Regions from separate parts of the Callithrix jacchus genome. Here region 2 is linked to region 1. The links are chromatin contacts, called in public Hi-C maps. All regions are on one chromosome and are shown on one strand. The core of a region is the stretch at or near the end of the contact, and the rest is flanking DNA. Distances in the headings are between cores, read along the strand shown. Region 1 overlaps LRP11 (LDL receptor related protein 11). Region 2 holds the start of LOC100399988 (retinoic acid early transcript 1E-like).

Region 1 (5,342 bases), core at 1,313-3,812:
CAGGTTCTAGGGTTCATCTTCTCATGTGCACGTGACCCAGAGAAGTATTTATCCTGCAAGGAATTATGCTATGAGATTAGTTATGAAATAATTAGTAGGTAATTTTTAAGTATCTGATATGTGTCCAGTATTGTACTAGGCACGAAGCATACAGGGAAGCTCATGTTCCTGACTTGCTTCATTCATTCATTCATTCATTCATTCATTCATTCATTGACAGGGTCTCACATTGTTGCCCAGGCTGGAATGCAGTGGCATCATCATAGCTCACTACAGCCTCAAGCAATCCTATTACCTCAGCCTCCTGAGTAGGTGGAACTATAGTCATGGCTAATTTTTTTTACGTTTTTGTAGAGATGAGGTCTCACTGTGCTATCCAGGCTGATCTCAAACTCCTAGGCTCAAGCAATCCTCCCTCCTTGACCTCCCAAAGTGCTGAAATTACAGGCATGAGCCACAGCACCTAATCTGTCTTTTTCATTTGTGAAGACAGAATAGATGATTGGTCAGAACCAAGAGGTTATCCACTAGATTCAACGTTATATATTTTCTGCCCTTGAGCAGGATATTTTGTATCCGCTTAACTGTTAATCTGTAATACATCAAAATGCAAAAGACACATATTTTTCAGGCAGCTCATTAAATGACACTGACTTTCATGATTGTTAAACATAATCCATTTAAATCTGAAGTCAGGATGTAAAATATGACATTTAGGAACATGAAAGAAAGTAGGACATTTAAGGAGATTTGTAATTCATAAATCAGTGTATTGATTTACATTCATTAGTTGCTTAAAATTTTCTAATTAAATGGTTACCTTAGTCCAGTTGGTCTCCTTTAATAAAACACTATAATTGGGTGGCTTCTACAGAGCAGAAATGAATTTCTTTCTGCTTTGGATGCTGGAAAGTCTAAAATCAAGGTACAATCAGATTTGGTGTCTAGTGAGGGCCCATTTCCTAGTTTATAACCAGACACCTCACTGTTTCCTCACATGGCAAAAGAGGCAAGGCAGCCCTCGGAGGCCTCTTTCATTTTAATTTATTTTAATTTTAAATATATTTTAACTTTAATTTTTGGTTAAAGGATCCACGTACAGGTTTGTTATATAGATAAACTAATGAGTTGGGGACTTGGTGTGTAGATTATATCCTTACTTGGATATTAAGCATATTACCCAAAAGTTTTTTTTTCTAAACCTCTCCCTCCTTCCATCCTCCACTCTCAAGTAGGTCCCAGTGTTCTGCTGTTCCCGTTTCTCTGCCCATGTGTTCTCATTTAGCTCCCACTTATAAGTGGGAATATATGGTATTTGGTTTTCTGTTCTTGTGTTGGTTTACTGCGAATAAGGACCTCCAGTTCCATCCATGTTCCTGCAAATGACATAATATTGTTTCTTTTCATGGCTGCATAGTATTCCATGGTGTATATGTGCCACATATTCTTTATCCAGTCTACTGTTGATGGATATTTAGGTGGATTCCATATCTTTGCTATTGTGAATAGTGTTGCAGTGAACATATGTGTCCATGTGTCATTATAGTAGAACAATTTATATTCTTTGGGTATATACTTAGTAAGGGGATTGCTGGGTCAAATGGTAGTTCTGTTTTTAGTTCTTTGAGGAATTGTCACACCACTTTTCACAATGGACGAACGAATTTGCACTCCCACCAGCAGTGTGTAAGGGTTCCCTTGCTCCGCAACCTCACCAGCATCTGGTGGGTTTTTTTTTTTCATTTTTTAATAATATGGGGCCTCTTTTATAAGGGCACTAAGCTCATTCATGAGAGCATGTCTCCAAACGCCATCACATTGGGCATTAGGTTTGAACATGTGACCTTGGGAGGGCACACAGCCATTCCGTCTATAGCAGTGACTTCAAAATACCACACGTAAGGAAGCTTGCTAAAGGAGGGACATGAGTTACACCAACAACTTCAAACTAACTGCATCCTGGCCACCTACTATACATAATTTTTAAAAGATACGTATTACTAAGTTTTGTAGCCACGTATATACAGTGTGTGTGTGTGTGTGTGTGTGTAATTTAGTTTATACCTATATGAGAAGCTCAAACATGTATTCCTAGCCACTGAATTCCTAGCTAGGGAGATGGGGTTGAGTCAGAAAACAGACTGAGTCATTCATTGGTTTGGCCAGAGGCCAACTACCAAAGTACTGCTGAACAGGGATCTTGAGCAGAGATTGAAGCTCCTGCTTTTTATGATCATGTGTTTTTCCAAGTTACAAATTGGGTATGTTGTGTGTACATATGTAGATAGTTTTTTATCCTGAAACTTGGAACATGTCTGTGAACTACTTTAAATTCTCTCTCCAGTGTCATCCTAATGGGAGAAAATGTGTAGAAGGGTCACCTGGGCCCTTGAAGGGAAAGCATCCATGTGACAGTTCTACATCTTCTAAATAGCTGAATGCAAAGAGAGAACGCTGTCGTTAACTAAAGGAACGAAAAGAGCCAGAGAAGGGACCTTTTGGAGTGTGCTCAGGAGGCTGAAGGTGATTATCATCATCTGCATCTGGACCCAGTGTTTCCTGCATCAGAGAGGCAGTGCCTGGACAGACAGTGGGGAAGCATGCCAAGGCCAGGTGTGGGGATGGCCCCTGACCCAGGGATGTTCTTCCTTTCAGCCCTAGTATTGACAAGAGGCTTCCTAGTGAACTGCAGGCCTGCAGAGCTGCAGTTGGCAGCTGAGCTTTGACGACCGGAAGCTCAGTGACTCACTCTCTTTTGCAGGGAGCTCCGGCACAGGGTGACGCCAGCAGCCAGATGGATGGCACACCCAGCTCCCTGGCTTTAGTGCTTCCTTGGTTTATTTTATTTTTTTGAGACAGAGTTTCTCTCTGTCACCCAGGCTGGAGTGCAGTGGCAAAATCTCGGCTCACTGTAACCTCCGCCTCCCGGGTTCAAGAGATTCTCCTGCCTCAGCCTCCTGAGTAGCTGGAATTACAGGTGCCTGCCACCATGCCCAGCTAATTTTTGTATTTTTAGTAGAGATGGGGTTTCACCATGTTGGCCAGGATGGTCTCGAACTCCTGGCCTCAACAGATCCACTCACTTCAGCCTCCCAAAGTGTAGGAATCACTGGTGTAAGCCACCAGGCCCGGCCCCTTGGTGTTTTTAAAAATCTCTCTTGACTTTGTCTTCACCTCACTCCAATGTTCACACTCAGAATCTGGTCATGACTCAGCATCCCCCTGTCACACCCACCTTCTAAATCTCTGCTTGGAATCAATCCTGCAGCCCACCCCTCCACTCACATACCATGGCAGGAGGCAGCAGCTGCTCCCCGGAAGTCTTGGGGATTCTTGACTGCATTCAGGCTGAGCAGCTGGGATAGAGCAGCTTTGTCATATCACCTTACTTGATTGAAGGCTGCAGGGCCTCACCTGGACATACCCGCAGTGTGCCTGTCATTGTTCCCATGCTCCCTTGTGTTCCTAAGTCCCAAGAGACAGTAAATGAGGGCATAAGTTACTGCACTGCTGCCCACCAGCAAGGTCTGCCTGGTTCTGAGCCAGGATTAAAGAAAGCCAGAGCCTGCCACACAGCCACCCACCCCTCCACTTAGACAGCTCTGAGCTTTACCACCTGCACCTTTCCCTGTGTGTCTCGCCTTGATTCAGCCTGGTGCCCATACATAGGAAGAGGCCATAACTGACCCTCTTCTCACTGTGGGTGGACCTGGGAGGAAAAGTTTCCAGAAAAAAGAAGGCACCAGGCCCTAGTCCAGAGCTCAGGCCTCCAGGCCACTGCAGTGACCCAGGCAAGAGACAGGGTGGGCTCAGAGCAAGATGGTACCCATGGACAGGGTGATAAATGGTCAAATTCTGGATGTGTTTTTAAGGCAGACCCCATGGGATTTCCTGATGGATTGCAGGTGAGATATGAAAGAAGGATCATCAAATACAACCTTGAGGTCTCAAGAGTTCTAGTCTTGTTTTCAGTCTTATTTATCTGACTCTCTGATCTTATCTGACCGCATAAGATCTGGTCCTATCCAACAGATAAGACCTAAGCTCCAATTCTTATCTGATGAGAATGAGACCTTATCCAATCTTGTCCTGAGTCTCAGACTGACTTCCACTTTTATTTCAGTGGGTTCTGATTCCTAGGATCAGAGGTCCACTCTATGCTCTTTGGAAGTTCTCTTATTGTCATTAAAGCTCCCTCTGCTGCCCTTAGTATTTTTGCACTCACATAAGTGACCTCTGTTTTCCATTCTGTCAATGTAGTTGACACTGGAAGCAGTGTAATAGCATGGCAACAAACATTGCCAACATTTCTTTGAAATAACAAAGGGCAGGTGGCTGTCATTGCCAGCCCTCCGGAGTAAGGCTTTTACAGGGAAAGTGATGGACAGCTTGTAGGCCAGTGTAGACTGTTTTACAACCCAAGGTCTCCATTCTGTCACTGTCTCAGTGAATGAAACTCACTTCCAGAGTAAGGCTTTTACAGGGAAAGTGATGGACAGCTTGTAGGCCAGTGTAGACTGTTTTACAACCCAAGGTCTCCATTCTGTCACTGTCTCAGTGAATGAAACTCATTTCATGGGGATTCGTTTCTTTGTAAAGAGTAATTGTGTTATGTTGTTCAGTTAGAGATAAGAATCACCCAGTGGAGACGGTGGATATATTTAAGCACTTACTATGGGCCAGACCCTATGTGAAGCTCTTTTATGTGAGTTATCTTATTTGATCCTCATCAAGGAGGTGCTGTTATTATTTCCATTTTACAATGAAAAAAATTGAGGTTTAGAGACGTGAAGTGACTTGTACATCATCACCCAAGCATGGTATGGGGTAGGCCTGGCATTCAAACCCATGTCCGTTGGTCACCAGGTTCTGTGCTCTTAACCACGCACCAGTGTTTCTTTCAGTGTGATCATGGGTTGCCTGGGTGGGCTTGGTAAGTGTAGAATCCTGGGTCCCGCTCTCCTGAACAACCCATTGACTCTGACTCTCTGAGACTAGGACCTGGAAATCCAGACCTTAACTCGAATGGCATAAAATATGACAACCGTACTATCTCATTATATCACCTCTAAATGATTGTAAACCATCCTGTGGGTCTGCACATGCACTGATGACAAATCCTCTAAGCCTAAGTCAGTCAAAATTCTAGGATTTCCTAATTAAAAACAAGCAGATGGTTCTTACAATAGTACAATTCCATCCTCTGTCATTTCAAAGTCCATTATTAATGCATCAGTGTAATAGAATGTCAAATGGTCAGCATTCTGCAGAGGACAGTATCCAGACTAGTTCATTTAAGCTGAAAGGATTTTTTTTTTACATAGAATATTAAATGGATAATA
Region 2 (5,342 bases), core at 1,342-3,841, 34 kb before region 1:
GCGATTCTCCTGCCTCAGCCTCCCGAGTACTGGGGTCACAGGCACTGGCCACCACACCCAGCTAATTTTTGCATTTTTATTACAGACGGAATTTCACCATGTTGGCCAGGCTGGTCTTAAACTCTCAACCTTGGGTCATCCACCTGCCTTGGCCTCCCAAAATGTTGATTTACAGGCATGAGCCACTGAACTGGGCTTAATAAGATGTTTTAAAGTGGTCATTGCTTTAGAGGGAAAAAGTTCAGGTGAAGAAGGTCCAGGATTGCCTGGCCAGGCAGAGGTCTTGCACTAGGAAATAGGTGCCTCTACATTTAAAAATGATTAAGATGAAAAATTTCATGTTACATGAATTATACCACAATTTTAAAGAGGAAAGAAAGAAGGAAATTAATAAAAGGATTCCAACGGGAGGGGCAGGCATGGAAGGATGCACCTGGAGCAGGTGTGGGAGTGAGCCCGGCAGATGCCTGAGCAGCAGTGCATGCTGAGGGGAGGGTAATGCAAAGTCCTGGGCACGGGGACAACTGCAGGGCTCTGAAGACCAGTGAGGAGGCCGAGGAGGCCAAGGGTGGGGGCTGTAGCTGAGCGGCGAGGGGGCAGCGTAGAGGACAGCTGGCCAGGCTGCACAGGGTTCCCTAGGCGTCACTGGTGACTTTGGTTTTACTGAGAGAAAAGGGGCGCTTTGGGAGGGTTTGCAGCACAGGAGGGACGTGCGTGGTGAGGTTCGGAAGGATCACTCTGGCTGCTCTATTGTCAGTAGCCATTTGGCAGCTGGGGACAGGTACGGGGCCAAGTAGGCTGGGCCTTTCTCTGAGCTTGGCAACCCCTTCACCGTCTTATCCACCTACCTATCCATCCACCACCCAAATTACCCACCTATCTACTATCATTCCTTCAACCACCTACTCACCCGTCCACTTCCCCTCCCACCTTTCTGTTCATCCATCCATTTGTCCACCCAGGCATTCAATTAGCATTCACGGGGTATCTGTCGCTCTCCAGTCACCATATAGAACAGACCTGGACAAGAAGGAAAGCTGGTCGCCAACTCCTTGTAATTTTTAATCTACAAAGGGAAACTAGATAACTGAAGAACTAAACTTTAGGGCAAAAGATAGTTTGTGTCATACAGGTGACACAATCACCCACTGGACTGCAATCACCCTGGCCAGGAGGACGGTGGCCAAGAATCAGGGTTGGGTACTAGATGATGGTGTGGTCAAATAATAGACGTTTTATTTCTAGTTCAAAGAAGAGATAGGAAAGAGGTCCAGCTAACAGGTGATTTTTAAAAAAATTCTTCACAGCCTTACAACATAACCTCTAAATCTTCAGTGAAGTTGGATATATTCAAAAGTAGCTGGTGTCACTTTGGTGGGGGCTTTGTAAGGAAGTGGGCAGGTGTCTTTCAAGGAAGACGCAGGAGAAGAGCTGGTCTTCCAGTTGTGGAGGAGGATGGAGTTACAAGAAGGAAACAGCGAGGTTCAATGAAACAGTGGGAATGCGAGCTCGGTTCAAGGGCAGGAGCTCCAGGCCTCTAGAGAGCAGGATGATCCTAAAGTGTTTGCACAGAAACCAGGCGGTAGAGGGCACCAGCACCCTCCAGACACGAAGTAGGGCTGCTGTCACCTCTATGCCAGGACCTGCAGAAGCCTAAATCCTGAAAAAAGGTGGGGCCCTCTACCTACATATCAAGGAAAACATATGTATGCTATTACATGCTGGTCTCCAACAACTGCTAAAATTACACTAAATCCTTTCTAGAATTTCATGGCTGGGACTTGAGCCTGGTCTTGGTCTGTTCACCGATGACGAATCCAGTACTGATCAAGGAACACTATCCTAGAATGACTCACAAGAGACAGTTGACAGGTGATGCCACCGGGTTTACGTGGTGGGTAGGTGTTCTGCTAGGCAGGCCTAGAATGACTCACAAGAGACAGTTGACAGGTGATGCCACCGGGTTTACGTGGTGGGTAGGTGTTCTGCTAGGCAGGCCTCTCCGTCCCCAGGGGGACTGAGCTGGTTTCTGCTCCTGAGACAGTTTGCCCAGACTCTGAGAAAGCAGTCACCTCAAGCCTCTCCATCCTAGAGAAGACAGGACGGTGGCCGGTGTTCCGAACACCAGTGCAGAGGGAACGTGTGCATGTTTGGGAGTGAAGGAGGCAAGCAGGCACTCAGGTGGTGAAACCCCGTCTGTAATGGTAGACCAGTTGCTGGTTGTTTACATCTAGTTTGATTAATATTGGGGCGTGCTTGGGGGTGAGAGAAAATCTCAACCCTTTAAGAGGACAGAGTTTGAATGGGTTACGAATAATGGGAGAGGGGAGAATGGAGATGGGAGAAAAATACAGGAAGGGGGAGGGGCACAAGGAAGAAAAGGAAAAGCAAAAGAGGCAGGGAGGGGGAGGGAAGAGGAAATTGGAGGAAGGGAGAAGGAGCTCACATAACCTCCAACCATCCTGCTCACACCAGAGGGGGTTTTTTGCAGGGGCATTGGGGATAGGAGAGGAGAGAGAGTTTATTCAAAGTTAATTTTGTTTTCAAATGTCTCCTGTTATTTTTCAATAAATAATTATATTTTGAACATTTGAAAAACACTCGCTTCACAAAGTTCTTCTTTAATTGGGTCTCTACAGGCCTGTCCTTTGTTGTGCCTCTGTTGGGCAGTGCCCACGGCCACACTGTTGGACAACATTTCTTCATTATTCCAGTGAGGGTGTATGTATGCCCGCCCCGCTTCTTGCCTGTTACTCTCCAGTGTGCCAAGAATGTCCCTGACTCCTCACCCTGTGCACCTTCTTTGCCATCTACTGTTGCTACTAACAGCCTTGGGGATTGGGGTTGGTGAGTGTCCTGAGATCACAAGACCGGGCTGAGGACAGGGAGGAGGAGGGAGAAAGGTGGGGGGTAGGTGACTGGGGCTTCATGCAGGCTTCAGGCAAGTGGGTACCTGCTCTTAAAGGATGAGGTGAGGAAGAGGATCCCTGGGACGTTACTCGTAGTTTGTGGGAGACCGCAGCCTGAGATCCCAGGCCAGGCACTGGCTCACAGGTGACAGCTCTACAGTGCTACCTCCCACCTTCTACTCCAGGACCCTTTCCTGAACACCGAGGACCCAGGAGAAATTTGGTATGTGTCCCATAATAAATGCCTCTTTTTCCTTTTTGTTGAATGTCCTATGTGTTCAGCTGGATTTGAAGTCTCAGGAGGTCACACACTGGCTTGTCTGTTTTGTACCTCGGAACTTGGCAGATGTTGCTAAAAGTATTTGTGACAGGAATTCTCCTGTTAATGCTGTTAACACTAAGTGGACCCCAGAGGTCCCTGGTATCATCAAGTATCTCCCCCGAGAGAGTCAAGGGGAGACGGGAGCAGAGATCTGGAAGGTTGAAGGATTCTGGGATGGAGCCGTCCCCTCTGCCAGCCTGGCCCGGTCCAGGAAGTCTGGGGTCACAGAAGCACAGGTTCTAATGGGCCTCTTTCCCTGTCCTGGACCTCACCTGCATTTTTCTCTCACAGGTGCTCACTCTCTTTGCTTTGACTTTGCTATAAAATCATGGTCCAGACCAGGGCAGCCCTGGTGCAAAGCGCAGGTCTTCATGAATAAAAATCTTTTCCTTCAGTACAACAGTGACAGCAACATGGTCAAACCTGTGGGCCTCCTGGGGAAGAAGGTAAATGCCACCAGCACATGCAGAGAATTGACCCAAAAGCTAGAAGTGGGGTGAACCTCTGGATGGTCCTTCTTGACATCAAACCACAGATAAACACCAGAGGTAAGTGTGGAATGGAGTGCAGAAGTGGAGGCAGGCAGCAAGAGGGGAGAGGGAAGAGCACAGGTGGGGAGGGGCTTTAGGTGTATTTGTGTATTGATCACTGGCCCAATCATAGAAGCACATAGGACCCAACGGGCAAGAAAGGACAAGTCCAGGTAGAAATGCAGGCCCCTAAATGTGCTGCATTTCTTGACCTGTTGGAAGATGATGGACCTCTTAAGAGTGAGGATGATGGCTTTGTGTCTGGATTGCAGGTCCTTCCACTCTGCAGGCCAAGATGTTTTGTCAGCGTGAAGCAGAATGATGCACTGGTGCGTCCTGGCAGTTTGTCATTAGTGGAGAGGAATCCCTCCTCTTTGATGCGATGAACATGACCTGGACAGCAATTAATCATGAAGCCAGCAAGATCCAGGAGACATGGAAGAAAGACAGAGGGCTGGAAAAGTATTTCAGGAAGCTCTCAATGGGAGACTGCAATCACTGGCTCGGGGAGTTCTCAGCACTGGGAGGTGATGCCAGAACCGACACTCATGGCTCAGAAACTCTGACCACAGAAAAATTATCACATTGTTTTTTGTTTGTTTGTTTTTTGAGATGGAGTCTCACTGTTGTCACCCAGGCTAGAGTGCAGTGGTGTGATCTCAACTCACTGCAACTTCAACCTCCCAGGCTCAAGCGATTCTCCTGCCTCACCCTCCCAAGTAGCCGAGATTATAGGCACCAGCCACCATGCCCACATAATTTTTGTATTTTTAGTAGAGATGGGGTTTCACCATTTTGGCCAGGCTGGTCTCCAACTATAGATCTAATGTGATCTGCCCTCCTCGGCCTCTCAAAGTGCTGGGATTACAGTCACGAGCCACTGCACCTGGCTAATTTTCAGATTTTCAGTAGAGACAGGGTTTTGTCATGTTGGTCAGGTGGGTCTCGAACTCCTGACCTCAAATGATCTGCCCACTTGACCTCACAAAGTGCTGGGAATAGAGCATGAGCCACCAAGCCCAGCCACAAGTAGTTCTTTTCTGATAAACACTTTAAAACTAAATGAAAAAGAAGTGTGTGTTACTAGTTTTTTGTTTTATTTGTTTTTGTTGTTGTTGTTTTTACTTTAAAACAGACACACCAAACATGTTTATAAAGTAAATGTGATGTGGAAATCTTTCTTTTTCTCCTCCATTCTCAATGAGGATATGGTTGTAAATTCTTATTATCTGGTAATTTTTATCAGATCTTTACAAATTATAAACGTATTTGCAACTGTTTTCAGACTATCCCTTCTATCATAATCACACAACTGGATAAAATTGGCAGGTATTTTTTCAGTTTTATTCCTTTATTTTATTTTCACAGTTTCCCAAGAATATAATATACGTAATCTGTCTTTCATTTTAAACCTAAAGTCTTCCTAATTTCTTCTTCATAGTTTCAACAAAAATAAAAGTAACAATTCAATGCATCTGTCACTTCAATAAGAAGATATTTTATATATTTAAAAAACAGATAACAATTTTTAAATACTTGCTAGCAGAAGAAAATTGTATCTAATAAGCAGAACTAAAGATA

What was found. Hi-C and Micro-C count contacts between places; a contact is called where the count stands out from the background.
Region 2: a Hi-C map of skeletal muscle shows a contact between it and region 1, with 5 times the contacts expected there. The contact joins the promoter of LOC100399988 here to the enhancer-like site in region 1. A contact is called at or near these places in 3 of 3 Hi-C or Micro-C datasets (induced pluripotent stem cells and skeletal muscle).

What each region holds. Positions count from the first base shown.
Region 1 is chr4:156,618,036-156,623,377 of calJac240_pri, reverse strand. All of the region lies in intron 2 of LRP11 (LDL receptor related protein 11), which reads left to right. Among named protein-coding and RNA genes, the nearest start is that of LRP11, 18 kb to the left of the region's middle. Within about 2 kb of position 2,562, at least 5 of the 16 cell types and tissues checked have an H3K27ac peak or open chromatin away from gene starts, as enhancers often do.
Region 2 is chr4:156,652,333-156,657,674 of calJac240_pri, reverse strand. It overlaps LOC100399988 (retinoic acid early transcript 1E-like), which reads left to right and starts at 2,591. Exons shown (of 3, transcript XM_035296949.3): 1 at 2,591-2,847; 2 at 3,523-3,677; 3 at 4,034-4,266. The coding sequence starts at 2,724. The coding sequence ends at 4,147.